2 separate regions of the Mus musculus genome follow, and region 2 is linked to region 1. A link is a contact called in public Hi-C data. All regions are on one chromosome and are shown on one strand. The core of a region is the stretch at or near the end of the contact, and the rest is flanking DNA. Distances in the headings are between cores, read along the strand shown.

Region 1 (5,334 bases), core at 1,732-4,231:
AGTTTTGGTAGCTTTTTGTCATCTTGGATGTTTACAAAGGAACTGTCATTTACTAACAGAAAATCATCAATATGTGGACTAGCTAGTTAAAGTGGCTGTATGTGGAATTTGGAATTTGGAAGGTCGTCTCCTGGGCATGACAGATCTTTGCCACCTTTCTGGTGATGACAGCCATGCCTTTCACTGATTCTGCTCCTTTACCAGGGCAGAGAGAAAAGATGGGACATGGTTATATTTTAAGATTAGCATCTGCATTATAATGCTCAAAGAAAAGAAACCATTTTGATTGCCAACCTGAAAGAGTCTAGACTTACCTATCAAACAAACCTCTGGGTTTATACGTGAAGGTTTAGATTGGGTTAATTTACATGAGAATGCCTACCCCTTTTTGTGGGTGACACCAGTATATGGGTTGTCATTCCAAACTGAATACAAAGGAGAAAGTAAGATGAACATTTGTATCTCTTTGCCTTCTGACCTGGAATAGAGTGGGAACATCTGCCTCATAGTCCTGCTGTCACAACCTCCCCAATATGATGGACAGGAGTCTCAAACTGTAAACAGAATTAAAGCCTTGCTTCCTGATGTTGATTTTGTCACAATAGTAAACTAACTAATGAGAGTATTGAATGTGAGTATGAACTTGTTCACCTCTCCTTCCTTTAGCAAAGACAATCTGGCTTCTACAAAGGCAGGAACTATATTGTAACCTTAACCTTGGTGTTCCTCCGGGATGGTTGCTTGTGTGGTTTTACACCAATTATTTTACCTCTCTGAATTCCAGTTATCTAGCGAGATGGGGTCATAATGCCTAGGAAATCTGTTTAAATAATGATAGGAGATGTGTATGGAGAGATGGACTGAGGCTGTACCTTCCCCCACCCTTACCCGACATCATCATCCAATGCATCGTAGTCCCACACTCATTCCCTTCCTCCCTCCATAACTTTCATTTTTACGGCATGGCTGAAAGGAATGTAATTTGATCAAAATAATTCTCTTTAAAGGCTCCAAGATGAATACAGCTCAAAAGGTTTGGAAAGAAGAGGCTGGATTATCCTAATCATGTCTCATTATGGCAAATTTCAGTCACTTAATAACACCAGACCCTCTGGTGGCGTAGAGAGGAAGACATGCATTTTCGAGTTGTTGGCTGATGATGTGGGGTTGGCTTCTGGTTCTCTGGCCTCTGTCTTCCCATTCAGCTCTTTGCCTCAGAAGCCCCTTCCACCCTTAGGTCCTGAACCCTCTAAATTGAAGTCAGGCCTCCAAACTCTGAAAAGGGGGTCGCATTTCTTCTTTTCCTCCTCCGTGTAGGTAAGGGCATTCTTCGACTTGGAGATTCAATGCTATGCTATATGCCCTACCCCTGGACAAGGAGCTCCCCCTGCAAGATATTCTGTATAGACAGAGGCCAATATTCCAGCATCCATGTCAGTCTTTAGGAATTTCCTCCCTTTCAATAATCCCTGGGTAGTCTCTCATTACCTTTTGGATCTGGTCCAAAGGTTCTTTTTAATTATGAATCCGACTATTTGTCTCCATTTCATCTCTCTGGAAGTGGCATGCCGTTTCTCTCTGACTAGGAGGCAGCAACTTAGCACGTCTAACATTTCTTCAGTCTTTGACAGCCACGCCTGAGACCTTGAGGCAAGAAAAACCAGGCTGAAATCGAGAAGAGCAATTGTTTTGTAATGGGGAGGATGAAGGACAAATGAATGCTCTACTTCTGCAATGTGTGTGCATGTGTATATATCAGCTGGGGCTGAATGAGTTCAATTTAATCCTTTTCAAACACACAGTGAGCATCTCCTGGGATAGGGGCATGCTTACTTTATAGCTTATAGACATGTATCATGTGCAGAAGAAGTCAAAGTTTGGTTGGTCAAGAAAAATATGAAATCAGTTTTATTTAACTTAAAAATGAAAGTGTGTGTACGTGCATGCACACACACATGTGTTGATGTACATTAACAGATGTTAGGTGGGATTTACTGAAAGGATACTAGAACAGTCTTAAAAAAATATTCAGGAATACCATAGACCCATAGACATAGGATGGGGCCTTTGGGATTTTATCAGTCAAATTATAGTAGGGTAAAACAATGTCATTTTAGACTTCCAAACATAACACATTGAATATAGAGAAGTTACTCTCTAACCTGGGAAATGATGAGAATTCAAACAGTGGTTACAAACATTCCAGGACAACAATAGCAAAAAGCTTACAATGGCCAAGGATGCATGGAAGATGTGATGAGTAATGCTCAAATTAAGAAGAGGGCTCAGTACTAAAAGCCAGAACTAGAATTAGGAACAATGAGGTGGGATGCTTATTTTTGAACTGAACTGAAGCTAGTGGCTGAGACCAAACAATTGCTGAAGATACCAGAGGAAAACGAAATGATGTGAAGGGGTCCCTGGATTTTTTCTCTTTTTTTGCCATTGTCTTCTATCCATGTTTTGCATTGGCTAGGACATGCCATTCCCTGTACAGCCAGTAGAGAAGAATGAAGGATTTTCGAGGAATCAGGCAGAGTTATGAGCCCTTGCCATCAAGATTCAAGAACATTATTCTAGTGCAACTCAGCCCAGTTATCTGTGGTCCCTGGCTTTTTCTCTTCCAAGTTCAAGTTAGGAATGTGATAGCCATGGCTTGATTTGGGTGATCTCTTTGGATGTCTGGCTATGAGCAAGCTCATAGTACATGATGATCAAGGCGTCACACTAGCTGCAGTCTGGGTTTAAATCATGGATGTGTCTCTCATTGGCTGAGTGATTTTGGAAAGAAAATTTGGCCACAGCATTGTTTTTCCAATGAAGGAGATAACCCTGTTCTTCTCACAGTTCTCTTAGACCTGTGGTAAGGCCACCCTCCTCCCACAAACTCCCCACATATATACCGACATCAACCTGGTCAGAATTGTTTACTTTAAGCAATCCTGTGGTGTCCTTGTGTATGCCATGACCTAGTTCCTGTCAGGTCAGTAGCATTTCCCCATCACATAAATAAGCCTGCTGTAATACAAAAGTGCAGTGACCAGCGTGACACAGAAAGTAGGATTAAAATTTAATCCATGAATCTCCACGTGGGGCTAGGGTGGTGATGCAATACTCATTCATGTGAAGGGAAAGTAAGTGTTCCCCTCCTTCTGAGCATGCAGCAGAGCCATCTAAACACTGTATCAGGAAATATGGTATATCTAGATATCACAGTTTGGGCAGGAGTAGTGGTTAGGAAAGGAACTGAAAGATCCTTAAGTAGCCCTAGAGAAATGACCACACTCCCTTTGGAAAGCTGGTACTGGTCTATAGGAAGTCCTTACATGTTAATGAGAAGAGATTGAAGGAGATCTGGGTGCTCTATAGACCCTGGTCTTAGGGGAGGGCTTTGTATGGGCTTTACTATTAGATGGAAAACACTTAGCCTTGTTTCTATTCTTCAACATATCCCACATGGTGAAGGTGTTTTCTCTTTCTGGGGTCTTCAACTTCTTTAATTAATTTTTCTTTGCCTCTGTTTATCATAATCACTTATCTACGTACTTGGCTTTGGATTGCTTTGGGTTGATGCTTTGATTCATTTCTTTTCGCTTTTCTTGCCTCTTTTGTCTTCTTGTCATCGTCTTTAAGCAATCTGGTACAACTATCCATCTACATTGCATTGTAATAGATGACGTTTGGAATCTAGCAATGATTAAAGTGTACAGAAGGCTATCTGTTGGTTATATGCAAACTTCACACAGTTATGTAAAAAGAGCTTGAATACCTAGAGACTTTGCTCTTCATGGGAGTTTTCTAGAATCAGTTCTTCTTGAACACTGAAAAATCCTAGTATATGCATATGTCTTCACAAGGCTGTCCTTCAAGTATGCCTGTCTCATCCAATGGAATTATCTTTTTTTACATATCTTTGTTCAAATTTCCATCATTTGCTAAAAACAATGCCAAAAGTCACTCTCTTAAGACTCATGTGGAACCCATGATAATCAAATCCTAATGATTACACTTTCTAAGCCACTATTTTCAAATACATCTTATTCACAGATATGTGTAAATATGACTTGTTAGCTGACACAGTTCAACCCACAGGACCTACTATTATGCACTCAGCATTGCTAACCTGTTACTGGTGTTACCTCTATGAACTCCTTTCTTCAAGGCACCCTCAAACCATGGGGACCAGCAAAGAAAGTCTTTCTTTATACCTGGCCTTCAGACTTATAGCCTTTGTCTCCCTCTTCCCTGTAGAGTTAAACATTTCTCATTTTTTAAAAAATATTATTTTAATCAGTACAACATGTATATGTCTAATCTCCAGGGAATAGAAATTTAGCTCCGTGGCATATCTATGCAAACGTCTGCCAGAACGAGGCTGATCTGCTAGCTCAGGATTTAATAATAATAAATGGGGAAGAGAATTAAATTAGAGAGAACAAGAATAATCACCCGTCTCAGGTTCTCTTGGAAAAAAAAATTCAATCGCTTTCTGGGGAATCCTTACTCTTCACGGTTCCAGCACTCAACTCAATTTTCTCTCTGAAAACTAGTAGATTCAAGCGCCTTCCTGGAAAAAAAAACTGAATTAAAGCTATGCTGGAAAACTTTCAAGGACCCAAGAGAGCACAATCCAGCCTTGCTGGCTACCAGGTCTCTGTCCCAAGCATTCGACCTTGCCCTGTGGTGTGAATGCAGATAGAAATAATACACAGGGAAACAACCTGTTTGTGTTCCTAGAAAACTTTATTTACAAAACCAGGTAGGTAGCATGCTGGTTTTGACAGGAGTGACATGGGATCACACAGCATCCCAAGGAATTGAGTCAGAACTAGAAACTGTCTTGATCTTATCCCAGTAATCTCAGTGAGAGATGGTTGGAGCACTCTGCAAAGCCAGTTGCCACTTGCATATTCACCATTCTCTGTACAGCCTATCTCATACATTTTGGAAGAAGTTTGGGGGGAGGGTCTTTCCTATGGACCACATAGCTCTCTAAATATCTTTTGAATGTTCCATCTCCCATGCTGTCACCATCTACTCCAGGAAACACCTTAAATACCGATAACAATATTTTGGCCAACATTTCTTTAATTCCTTTCCCTCTCAGGTTACTTTAATCCTGTGAGATGTTGGTTTTAAACATATAATTAAAAGACAAAAGGCAGGTACTACCTGGGAACGTTACCTGGGATGGAGTAAAGAGGTAATTGGCTTCTGGGAGTCAGGTCCTAGCTGATTCTGCAGGATAAGGATGCTGACTGAGTTTATGGAGGAAACAAGGAAAGCCATTTAGCTTCATTGGATCTGTAGCTCAAAGGTCCTTGGGAAAATCTT
Region 2 (5,485 bases), core at 600-3,099, 280 kb before region 1:
CAGATTGGTGTCAGGTCCTAAAGAGTCTCATGGGTAGAGACACTTGCACCTTGGTTCAGCTCACACTCTGGGCATTCAGGCAGAGAGTCCTGAGGGAAAATGTTCCTAGCTGAGACTCCGTGGGCTCTGGGCTGGACCTGGGGTTTCCTGAGTTGATTTCTAGGTATCCTGGTGCTGCAGAAACAGCAGCACAATGCAGGAGACAAACTCACAGCTGTCACCAGCCTAAAGAGGGACTTCAGGAAATCAGAGGAGAGCAGGTGGCTCTTAGCAGCTGGTCACTCATGTGTACCCCACCTTTGCAATTACATTCTGTACATTTTGTACCTCGGAACATACTGGTGGTTCTGTCCCCCTGTGTCTCTCAATCTGGGTACAGAGGCAGGAGGAACTGGTTACTAAATACTCTAAGTCTCAGAAATAAGAAGCAAGTGAATTGCTGGAGTGACCAGTGGGGTTTGTTTAAAATGGCTTTAGTATGTGCACAGGACATTTAATGTATTTATAAATGCATATGATACACATAACACAATGGTAAAATGCAGTGCATATGACCCAGTGCTTTTGTGGACATACATATATGCATCACATGAATGAAGTAAGTACATGCACATCTATGCATGCATACAAGGTGAATATGTGTATAGAAATACATGCACACATGCATGTTCTGTAGCCTTTCTGATCTACTTGCCCCTTGGAGTTTTATTCTATTAACTTGTTAACTCTTAAAATCATCCTTCATGTAGGTCTTGTTATGTCAGTTTATAGAAAAAGGAAGTGAGGCATAGGAAAAACTTCAGCAGCTGGGTGTGTACATTGCAGCTGGGTGAGGAATTTCCCCGAAGATGCCTTTCCTGCCACATGCAAACCCATCCCTGGGGCACTCTCTCTCTCTCTCTGTGTGTGTGTGTGTGTGTGTGTGTGTGTGTGTGTGTATGACCCTCCCTTCCCTGGCTCATTCTCACATCTAAGTCATGGGTAGCTGATGAAGTGTGGCTTATGCTAGGAAGTTCTTCTGGACTTCAGGACATTTAGAAGAGCCAAAGCTATTTGGATTCCACCAGATGCTGGAATCTTGGAAGCCCCTGAATTCAAAAGGGATGTGGGCATTCCACCTCTCATGGCCCATAGGCATTCTCAATTTCTTGGAGCCCTGAAGTACCACCACCAGGTACAAATGACCCGCAGGCTCGGCAGACATTTGGAGCAAGCACCCACGAGCCACGCTTGTTGCAATAATCCTGTAGATTATCAACAACCCAAGATGACCCGAAGTGGGTCACAGTCCAGTGTAGCTCATTAACTGCTAGCAAACATCCTGTCCCACCCACATGCTAGCCCCTGAGGAATGCAAGATTGGAGAACAGGTTCTCGTTCTATCAGAAACAAACTCCCTTGACTCCATGCCCTGCCTCTTCTTTGTTTGACATCTCCTTGCTCCTGTTCCTCCATGACCTGGATACTGAGCCCCGAAGAAAAAAGATCCACTTGCCTGTTACACGATCTCACAGTGCTGTGGGATCTTCTTGGGTTTTTCTTCCCTGTCCCTCTCCCAGCCTCTTGTGATCATCTTCCAGCTTCTGTTCCCAATCTTCCTGGCTTCCTTCCCCAGCAAGGTCACAATTGCAAACAGGTGGGAGAAATTCTGAAAGCAGTTCCACTGGTCCTGGGAATGCATCCCCGGGACATAGTACAAACGAAGGAAAATGCTCACAACATCACAGGGCTGGTAACAGTAACCAGCGTGATCATATGTATTGATGTGCATGACACACAAGTACGCAGCAATAGAGGGATGGAAACTTCCAAGTTCTACTGTTGTTTGCTAGAATATTACACAACCACCATGCAGTGCAATGATTTTTCAAGGTGATTCCAGGAACACTTTTAGAGTGACTCTCCTTGACTCAAGCATAGGATTGAAGGGGGATGGGGAGAGACAGAGTCTGACCCGTAGAGGCCCTATTGAGTACACTGCCCATCTGCAGAGACTGCTAAGTGCAGGAGGGTGATTCTGTTCTAAAGGACAAAAAGCAAAAGCAAGTTTGCGTCACCAGCCTTAACTTAAAGGTCCTTTTCCTGCTTTTTTTCCCGATCGCCATTACTCTCAGCACAGAGGGTAATTTCAGTGCTTAGAAAAAGTGTTTACACAAAAACCATTGAGCAACATAGTGACGTGTCTTCCCCGAACAGCCTCTTGGACGAGCTGTGGGATGTAACACAAAGGCTTGCCAAATGGATCTCAGGCAGGCTGGCTCTGTTACCCTCCCCTTCCCCTTCCTCCTCCTCACCCAGCCATTGATTTCAGAAAGGGCTGAAAACTATTTGGGTGTGCTTGCTTAGTAAAGTGGAAGCATGTAGGAATGTAAGTAGTAGCTATTTGGGCCAGTATCGAGAAAGAGGAAAAGTTCCCAAAGTCAAAACACCTCAAGGCCACAGATAGAGGATCTTTGGTTTCCATTGGCTTAAAACTAGATCTGAGGTGGTGTCCAGGGTGGCAGGGACCTGAGGAGGCTGAAGAGGAAAGACAGATTCCCAGGAGTCCTGCCTGACCCCCACCCACTCAGCTAGCTGCACTCTGAGTTTTGTGTTTATTGATGGAGCCGGTGGGCCAGCCTGTGATTCTGAGAGCAGTGGGGAACAGCCTGGCATTGGAGTACATTTTCTAGTGCATTGGGAATGCCTAGACTTGCCTGGTCCATCACCTTCCTTGGTGCTGGAAAGGAAAAACTGCACTCAGTGCAGGCAGGGGCTCACAAAGGAAAGAGGAAATACCAGCCCTGCTTCTTTAAATAGCACAGGGCTATTTAGGACTGGCCAGGGTGACAATAACACGCAGTGGGGAGGTTGGGTAGGAGATGTCAAAGGAGACAGCCTGGTTGAAGACTGGGGTAAAAATGGATATGGAAAGGGGTGATTCCCAGAAGACAGGACATGTGCATGCATGAGTTTTGAAGAAGAGATGACAATTGACTCATGATGAGGCAAAGAATGAGCTGTTCCAGCAAGGAAGAACATACGCAAACCACAGGGGCATGAAGTCCCTGAGGCACAGCAGGCTTTCCTTTGGAGTGGCCATAAGAGCTATGACATCATATCTCTATCCTTCCCTACAGCCACCCTTTTGTTGTGAACTCAAGTACACACACACACACACACACACACACACACACACAGACACACACACACACACACACACACACACACACACACACACGCCACACCTATGTTGAAGATTTAGCAGATTGACTAGTGCTCAGTAATTGTGGGTAGCTGAACTGTTGTAGACAGAGAGAAAACATTACAGCCCCAGGCTGGGGGTGTAGCTCAGTTGGTAGGGTGCTTTCTTAGCCTATGCTGGCTTCAATCCCTAGCACTGTAGAAGTGGTGCATGGTGTTGTCCACCTGTAACCTCAGCACTGGGGAAGTAGAGGCAGGAAGAACAGAAGTTCAAGGTTATCCTTAGCTACATAGCAAGTTCAAGGCCAGCTTGCCTATATAAGACCCTGACTCATAAACAATCATTACAGATTATTTTTAAGTCTTCTTAATAACTAATAATCAACTATCCCTGTCTCTGACCTAACATTATTCTAACTTCAAGTGAGACCCTGAGTGTGTATTAACACACGACCAGCTTTCACCAAGTTAAAAGCTAAGCACGTCATCAGAGTGCCTCTGAAATCTACAGCAGGGATAGCCTGCCCCCTTTGCTGGAACCTGCCCACCTGATGTCCCCACTGAAGTTTTGAGTATATGCATTTTTCTATGACATTCTTTTGTTCTGTGACTATAGAGTCCATGTTAGCAGTAAACAGGAAAAATACTTCATTTGGGGCAACCCAAGTCTGTGTTCCTGATCCACGGTCACTTGTATTTGGCTCAGAATAAACTTTCCTTCCCTCTGGAGCAAGAGTTGAGCTTGGATCAATACGTACTGGTGACTCTTCTGTTTCATACAGTCCGTCAGAGTGAGATCCATCTAGAAGGACTCTGAGTAAGTTTCTGTATATCAACTAATTTACGGTATCATTAGCTATTCTGTCCATTTCACAGGTAAGGAAACTGAGGTCAGGATATCTCAGTGAGTAGCAGAACCGTGATTTGCTGTGCCACAGTAACAATCACTGTTCTGAAGATGGACTGCTTTGTGCCTCACAGGAGGGGTGAGACTGGGAGAGCTGAGACTGAGAAGTCTGAGGAGACTTTGAGGATTTTCCTTCCTCTCACAGAACTCAGACTCTATACCAGGGCAATCATAGGCATGAACATTAGAAGGAGGAAGGATACAGATAGAAACTACTCCTGAAACCAAGATTATCTGCAGAACTCGTAAATGCCTGAATACCTCCAACCAGCTGGGTGTGGCCAGACCAAAAGCTGGCCATCCGTGAACAGTGAAGAACTCTGTGTAGGGTTGGCTTCTAAAAGCACCTGCAAAATTTCCATGCCCGTGGTTATGCTCCCTCACCCTGTGACACTGGGACTGGCTGCCGTGGTTGACAGAAAATATCCATTGTCCATTGAAGTGACGTGTTGGATCCAAGGGAGGCTGATGCGCATTACATCCGGTACAACAGTGAAGAAGCAGGTAATAGCAGAGAGCCCACGACAAGCTGGATAGTGAGCAGTCACACGTGCAGGAACACTCCTGGTCCTGACCTTTAAAAGCCACTGTTGTCTCAGGATTGGAACAATGGAACAGGTGCTCATGAATGTGGATAAATGAGCCTGCTGTAACAAGCACAGCTGAAGGTATACAAGCCCGAGAGAGAACTCTACATCACCAGCCCCCAGTATTCACTGTTTTCTATCCACAAGCGAGACTTTCCCCTTAGCACCTAATACCTGGAACATTCCAGTGCTCTAGGGAAAACTCTACACGCACCCATTATGAATGATTCCATTCTAAGTTGCACCCCATTTAAACCTGTTCCTGAACTTGGCCATTCAGGCTATTTTTTCAGGCATTAGAAGCTATAAAAAATTAGGAGCAGGGATCCTGAAAAGGCAATAGAGCTGGTGGGTGAGGCTCTGGAAGCACGCCACAACTTCTAAAGACCATCTCAGAACCACTTGTCTGTGGGTTACTAAACCACCCTGTGCCCCTGTTCCATAAAAGGCTCAATTGGTTTGGAGTTGTTGCTACGGAAACATTATACAAAGCCACTCATTTAAAACAAAATGCAAGCTCTTGATAAGTGGAGTGCACCTGGCTTGTAGGTAGCTAGTTCCCACAGTGACTGGCCATGTGCTCTAAGAAATGAGCTCTAGCCAAGCCTTTGAAGGTACTCCCACAGGCTCCACCCACACTCAGCTCAGCCCTTCTGTAGTTCAGTTGGTCCTTGGGATGCAGCCTCGAAGTGGAATCTCTAGGTCAGTGTCTTCGATACTGTTCTACTGCTACGAACAAACACCATGACCAAGGCAACTCCTACCTATGAAAGAAAAGCATCTAATTGAGGGCTTAATCAGAGTTTTT

The links. A called contact is a pair of places that touch in the nucleus more often than the background predicts.
Region 2: a contact with region 1 is called in a Hi-C map of liver, with 2.7 times the contacts expected there. The contact joins two enhancer-like sites. A contact is called at or near these places in 1 of 15 datasets of contacts at CTCF or cohesin (the NIH/3T3 cell line), 5 of 484 Hi-C or Micro-C datasets (B cells, CD4 T cells, CD8 central memory T cells and 2 more) and 5 of 115 datasets of contacts at active chromatin or transcription factors (the NIH/3T3 cell line, extraembryonic endoderm stem cells, hepatocytes and 2 more).

Annotation. Positions count from the first base shown.
Region 1 is chr15:67,421,105-67,426,438 of GRCm38.p6, forward strand. No RefSeq gene overlaps it. Among named protein-coding and RNA genes, the nearest start is that of 1700012I11Rik, 200 kb to the left of the region's middle. Within about 2 kb of position 2,982, at least 14 of the 459 cell types and tissues checked have an H3K27ac peak or open chromatin away from gene starts, as enhancers often do. A contact at or near this core is called in hepatocytes and liver, where this site is marked.
Region 2 is chr15:67,144,697-67,150,181 of GRCm38.p6, forward strand. All of the region lies in intron 2 of St3gal1 (ST3 beta-galactoside alpha-2,3-sialyltransferase 1), which reads right to left. Among named protein-coding and RNA genes, the nearest start is that of Gm31400, 23 kb to the right of the region's middle. Within about 2 kb of position 1,850, at least 170 of the 459 cell types and tissues checked have an H3K27ac peak or open chromatin away from gene starts, as enhancers often do. A contact at or near this core is called in hepatocytes and liver, where this site is marked.